Regions from separate parts of the Mus musculus genome. Here region 1 is linked to region 2. Evidence: chromatin contacts called from public promoter capture Hi-C data. All regions are on one chromosome and are shown on one strand. Each heading gives the region's core, a stretch centred on a gene start, on an enhancer-like site or on the middle of the called end of the contact. The rest is flanking DNA. Distances are from core to core; before and after follow the strand shown. Region 1 overlaps Tmem260 (transmembrane protein 260). Region 2 has its middle 75 kb from the start of Tmem260.

Evidence for each region. Capture Hi-C pulls out chosen DNA fragments and counts their contacts.
Region 1: a promoter capture Hi-C map of pancreatic islet shows a contact between it and region 2. The contact joins two enhancer-like sites. A contact is called at or near these places in 1 of 39 promoter capture datasets (hematopoietic stem and progenitor cells), 8 of 484 Hi-C or Micro-C datasets (the CH12 cell line, the G1E-ER4 cell line, bone marrow-derived macrophages and 3 more), 3 of 115 datasets of contacts at active chromatin or transcription factors (embryonic midbrain and embryonic stem cells) and 4 of 9 other capture datasets (adipose tissue, embryonic stem cells, liver and 1 more).

The regions. Positions count from the first base shown.
Region 1 is chr14:48,511,866-48,514,913 of GRCm38.p6, forward strand. It overlaps Tmem260 (transmembrane protein 260), which reads left to right. Exons shown (of 16, transcript NM_172600.4): 16 at 38-3,048. The coding sequence ends at 292. Among named protein-coding and RNA genes, the nearest start is that of 4930572G02Rik, 47 kb to the right of the region's middle. Within about 2 kb of position 1,571, at least 15 of the 459 cell types and tissues checked have an H3K27ac peak or open chromatin away from gene starts, as enhancers often do.
Region 2 is chr14:48,370,003-48,373,289 of GRCm38.p6, forward strand. No RefSeq gene overlaps it. Among named protein-coding and RNA genes, the nearest start is that of Tmem260, 75 kb to the right of the region's middle. Within about 2 kb of position 1,984, at least 16 of the 459 cell types and tissues checked have an H3K27ac peak or open chromatin away from gene starts, as enhancers often do.

The DNA.
Region 1 (3,048 bases), core at 321-2,820, 140 kb after region 2:
AGATAACAATGGAATCCCAACATTTGCTGTCTTCTAGCTTTATAAGGAGATTGTGTACTTGCAAGAGGAACACCCAGTGAATTGGCACAAGAACTATGCCATTGCCTGTGAGCGCATGTTACGCCTTCCAGGGACCGGCATAGACCCTGAAGTCCTGCTGTCTGAAGCCATCAGACATTTTCATCTCTACACTCAGAAAGCACAAAATGATCCACAGCGAGCAGACATTATAGCTGCTCTCAAGCATCTAAGAAGAGAACTGCAAAGTCTAAGAAATATAAAAAAGGTCTGAGCCAGCAAAGTGTGGTAGCCCTGCTTACCGCTCTGCTCCCAAAGTTTCTGAAGTCCAAGAATTTTTCCTTCAAGTACAGAAGCTGCATCAAAAAAGTAGAAATCTCATTTATCTCCTGGATATCAGTGTCACGTGCAGCAGAAACGAGCTAATGGCTGAAATGCAGGCCTTATGCAAAATCCTGTTTATCTCACGTTGCCAAATTAGCATTTCCATGAGAAGCATGCAAAAACATCTGTAGTCCTCAGAGCAACTGACTGTAGGTTCTAGCTGAGAAGGAACTGTCTCCACAGACATTGGAGACATGTCTCCATGCTTATTGGGATCCAAGGGTAAATTCTTAAGAAATATTGCAGACCAAAGTCATTTTCTATTTCCTGCAAGTGAGATAGTTTCTGAAAAACAATTCTTGTTATATACCTCATTACAATTCCTTTTTCCCTTGTTAACTATAACTATTTTAGTCTTAAGTTTTATACTATATACCAAGTACCTGGTTTTTTATTTTTAACTTTGAGTTTTATCATCTTAGTTCTGCAGCCCATGAAAAGGAAAGCTAACTTCAAGTTCTCTCATTTCTGTTGCAGAAATGGGCAAATTAAAAGGGCATTTTATATGTCCTTAATTAATTTCATATTTATGTTGTCCTTCTCTTTGGATTCACAGATCTAGACCTAGTAATTAGGAAGTAGCTGCCCAGATGAACAAAGGGGCATGGGCGAGAGTGGGGGTGAGGACGTCGTTCAATAAATTCATTTCTGTTTCAGGCATCTTTTATACATATTACTAAAGAGAACGTAGCAAGAAATGCAGATAATAATAGCTCTTTATTTTATTATGACAGTTAATTAATAGCAACCTGTTTTAATGAATAAAGTCACTCAGAGTCCTTCAGCACTTCCTAAGTAGAGGCCAGAATCTGTAGGGATTCTTTGCCCCTGATTGTATAGCTCCTAGACTCCGAGCACTATATAGGCCCCTGTATAGAAATGCTCACTAATGAAGAGGGAGGGCTAGAAGCTTGTCTGCATTCAAAGATCACTGGTGAGTCATTCAGCAAGAAAAGGCCCCTTACCAGGAATAGTCACAGTTCCGTGGCATTGTACTAGCAAAAGGGTCTGATCAAAGGTCTCCCGTGGAGCTTGCATGGCTCCCTTTCATACCACGACCATAATTAAAACCACTAATTCTCTTTTAAAATGCTGCAGGATGCCATGTAGGCATCTGTCCGGAGTGTCCTTTGTGATGTCATAAGCGGTTAAGGACCAGTGCCGAGGGCTTTTGAGTGAAATGCCAGTCATGATGGTGCTTCAAGTCAAGGGTGCCTCTAAAAGCTTGACAGGGCCTTGACTGCACAATTCGAGCTGAATTTGCCCCTTGTCAGCTGCCAGTAAATAAATCTCAAAGGGGGGAAAGCTGAAGTTTCATTACCTGATCCGTGGGGCTTTGTTGGTTTTGGCATCACACAGGGGAAGCTCTTGCTCCTCCATTCTCTGGATTTGAAGATGTCCATTGGAGCCTGCAGTGCCTGGACAGGGTTCAGAGCGGAACCTTTTGAAGAGTGTCAATAGTTGTAACAGTTCAGCTGTTAGGAAGACAAATACATGGAGGGGCTCATTAATCCGCTTTTGGCTCTCGGTGCCTTTTGCCCTTTTATCACAGCCTTATTAGGCTCCTGCTCATCTTGAACCAGAAAAAACCGAATTGAAGTTGTTGAGTACTAATTGGCAAAGACTTTTAATCATGGGCCAAGAACTTTCACTGACTTGAAAGTAACTTCTCCGCAGGGAAGAGCCAGAAACCTGGTTCACCTTAAAACAAAAACCTGTTGGAGCTCAGGGCGGTGTGAGGCTGGGAGGAAGCACTGGGAAATTGTCTACGGTTCCAAAGAAATGATAGGAGGTTATATCCGCCTTTCCCTTTCCTGGGAGAGAAGGGCAGTAACATCCAAGCATTTCTTCAGAGAGCCTTTATTGGTTCAGAAAAACCAATTCTTGAGTGTGTTTGTTTCCGAACATCCTGTATGTGTGATTATTCATCTGAGACTCTATGTATACACACGGTATTTATTTAAAAGGAACAGTGTCTGTCTAGGCTCACAAGGAGCAGCCGAGGCCTCTTTGAGAACACCTTTTAAATGTGTATCAGCATGTAGTAGGCATGTCCGCTGCCGAGTGTGCTTTGCACATGAGTCGTATTAGCACATGGCATATAGTTTATCTGACATTTGTATAGCAGTGACATTAGACCTCTTTGACAAAGCAATAATGTATATAGCATGAGACAGATAAAATCACAACTATTTAAACTCCTTAAAACCATCGGTAAATGAAAAAATTTCCAATGGAAGTATTATTTAAGGATGGTTAGCCTTGGCTAACCTTCATGCCCAGTCAGCAACTTGGAAAAGTCTTTTCCTTTCTCCTGTGTGAAGCAAAAGTTGCTTTTCCTAACTTGCTATTGCTTTTCCTTGGCTGGAGCATAACAGCATAAAATCAGATAAAGGGCTCCCTTCAGTCCAGCCCCCGAGGCTGAGGAGGGCGTGAGGAGATGGCTTCTTATACAGGATTTGGCCAGCATCCTCCTCCGTGTCCCTGGTGTGCCATGGGTTGGCAGATCTACAGGAACCCCACAAAGCCAACTTCTGCCTGGAGGTTAGCCCGAGGAGGAAGTAGGAGCCGGCAGAGCTGTCTGTCTCTCCACACACTCCAGTGCCCTGCTGCCTGGACCCTAAGGCCAGCCCACTCCAGAGGGCA
Region 2 (3,287 bases), core at 734-3,233:
CTTTAAAGAATGTCAGTCAATCTGTGTGTTTTCCTTGTCCAATTTTATTCAATCTACTTTGATGTTCTGAGGCTATGGATAAAACCATCCCCTGGCCTTTCCACCTTCAATGGAGAGCCCCAGCCACTCTGAACATTGTGCTAATCAGATACCCCAAACCCACGCCTACTTGGAGATTCTTACTCAGCCTCCTTCTTTGGTCTGGAATGTTAGCCTCCAGCTCTCGGGTTAAATGTCACCTGATCAGGGACAACACTGCACACAGCACAACAGCGAATGTCATCTTAGCCCTGGTCCACGACTGTGTTCAATTTTAATAATTGCTTTCTGAGATCTCTCATATTTGATTTTCAGCCTACTCTATTGGAGTTAGGATCCTGGCTTATTTTCCTTGGTGGTGCCATTGCAGAGCCTAGGACTATACATGGCATAGAATAAGCTGTTCAATAAACAATTGCATGAACACAATCAAATCAACCCACATTGGCATAACAACACTATTACCATTTCCTACCACTAGAGGGCAACCAATCACCTAATTAGAATGACTAAATCTGTCCTTTCATACGTGCCTCCCAACTCAAGTTGATTTTAATCACTAACAGGGCAGATATCTTTTTTTTTTTAATGCTTTCAGAAAATAATAAAGGCCTTAGGTTTTCAAAACAGCCACTAGGGATAAGTCCAGGAGACAGTTTATTCCAGAATAACCAATGGAGATACTTTAAGTAAGTTTCTTATTTAATGGTGTTATTCAAGTTCGTTTGTTTGCTCATTTGTTTCATTCTGTAGAATGACATGCTGACTCTTGTGGTGTGGGATTTTCCAGGAGTTCGGATGAAATGTGTGTAGTAGATTGAGAACGGCTGAGGACGAATGAGTTCTGAGGACGAGAAGAGAAGCCCCTGCTCTGCGTTTGGCTGGAAGTGTTCTGTGCCATACAGCCATGCCTGCTAGGACAGCTTCAGATATAACTCAAGTTATTGCATGGAGGGAAGTTCTCCATGAGTGTGTTTTGTGTTTTTGACATGTGCTCTGTGATGTACCGAAGACACCAGAAAAGTTCTATCTTTTCTGTCCTGCCTTCTTACCATATTGGCTCTCAGTGTTTCATGTTGTTTTGTTCAGTTGTTTATTTTGTGGTATTTCTAGAAAATCATGTTCAAGGTCAAGAGACAGGAGGAAAGGGGAAGCCAGTGCCAGCCACTTCTCTCTTTCATCAGTAGAGGAGAAACCTTCCTGCTAAAGACCATTCGGCCACTGTTAGCTTTAAGGGACACTCAGAAAATGTCTGCTTAACAGCAAGAGAATCATCATGATGGATAGAAAGGCCAGGACTCATTGCCAAGTGCAGTCTGTTTGTTACAAACTATAACAGAACAGGTTTCCATTCAGTCCAAGGAAGGGAGCTCTTAACAGTATCTGCTTCAACCCTCTGCTGTTTCTTGGGAGCCCTGGAACTAGTGATTCTCAGCTGGCTTACAATGGAAATGGCACCAGCTCCAGCACTCTGCAGATGTGACACCTGGACGCCTGTCCCTAGCTTCTTCTGAGTCAAGTTCTCCTACACACACACACACACACACACACACACACACACACACACACACGAGAGAGAGAGACAGAGACAGAGACAGAGAGACAGAGAGAGACAGAGACAGAGAGAGACAGAGATTGACAGAGAGAGACAGAGATTGACAAAGAGAGACAGAGAGAGACAGAGACAGTGACAGAGAGAATCATAGATTCCTGCCTAGCCTTAAGCTTTGACTAAAGTGATCCTCACTAAGCCATTCTTGGCCAGCTCCATGTCGCGGGCATGTCTGTTGGGCCACCCCTGTTCTCACAGACAAGTCCACTCTGGCACACATCATGCTGCTCTGTAGCTGTTTGGGTTTTGTCTTTGTTCACCACAAGAGTGAGCATGGAGCCTGGCACATAATGTGGATTAACAGCTGTGAATGAAGCCGGTGAGAACTGCAGAGCTGGGCTACACACTGTAGGTGGTGCTGGACCGAGCACAGAGAACATGCAGTGTTGGTGCTAGAGAGTACAGCTTTCAGAGAAGTGCTTGGCTTATAGCCACCTTTTACATGGTGTGGACGATAAAGCTCTATTGGAAGATAGATAATAGATTGAAAATATGCTCTCCCATTCTCTGGGGGAAGCCTCCCCCACCCCATGAACTACCATGTCCTATCTGTGACTTATACTTTAGCTTCCTATATAAGGAACCATTGCTCAACCCAAGGCCACAGTTACCTCCGTGTTTTCTCTTCAGACTGTATAGTTTTAGCTTTTACATGCGTGTCCTGATCCCTCTGATTGACTTCTGTATGTCAGTGTGCAGCAGAGGTACAACCCCAGTCTTTGGCATATTTATGTCATGTTGAAAACAGTCTTTCCTCGTATACCTGTCAGAAATCAGCTGGAGGTCACAGATGTAAGAATATGATGATCTGCTCGCAGGCTCTGTTCTTGGTGCCATTCTATTAGTCTTGTCTTAGTCAGAAAACAGACCTAAGGGAGAAATCACACACAGAGAGAAGGGGAGTAAGGAGGGGGGAGAATTAACATATATAAACGGGATTGGCTTGCAAAATTGTAGTAAAGTCAAAATTGTCTGGAAGGACAGACGACAGCCCTAACGCAGATGTCAAGCTACTGTTAACAGGAAGAATTTCTTCCTCTTCAAGGGAGCTTTGAGTCTCCCTTCGGATGACTGATTCAAGCCCTCCGATAGCCTATGGTGCTCGTCTTTGCTTTAATTCAATTGGTCATACACTTTAATGACATCTACAAAACAAATCCATAACACCGCTTAGGTTAGTGTCTGACAATATCAGAAGTCTCGCCAGGGTGGCATATAAAACTGACCGCCACGATCTATAAGCCTGTGCTCACACCTGCACCACAGTCTCCATTTAATTACCAAAGCTCTGTGATCAATTTGCCGTTGGGAAGTCTACATTGTCTAACTGTGTTCTTACTTTTTTATTTTTATTTGTGAGTTTGTTGGGTACCTGTAGAGGCCGCAGGAGGACACTTGATCCCCTGGATCTGAGATCACAGGCAGTTGTGAGCTGCCTGATGTGGGTGCTGGGAACTTAATTTAGGTCCTAGGCAAGAACAGCAGAGTTCTTAGCCCCAGAGCCATCTCTCCAGCCCATGGTCTTCTTATTAGAGATTATCTTGTCTCTGCTGAGTTCCTTGTATTTCCATATGAACTTTAGAATTAGCTTGTCAGTTTCTGCACCCACAATCATTTTTATATTGAAGTAAATTGG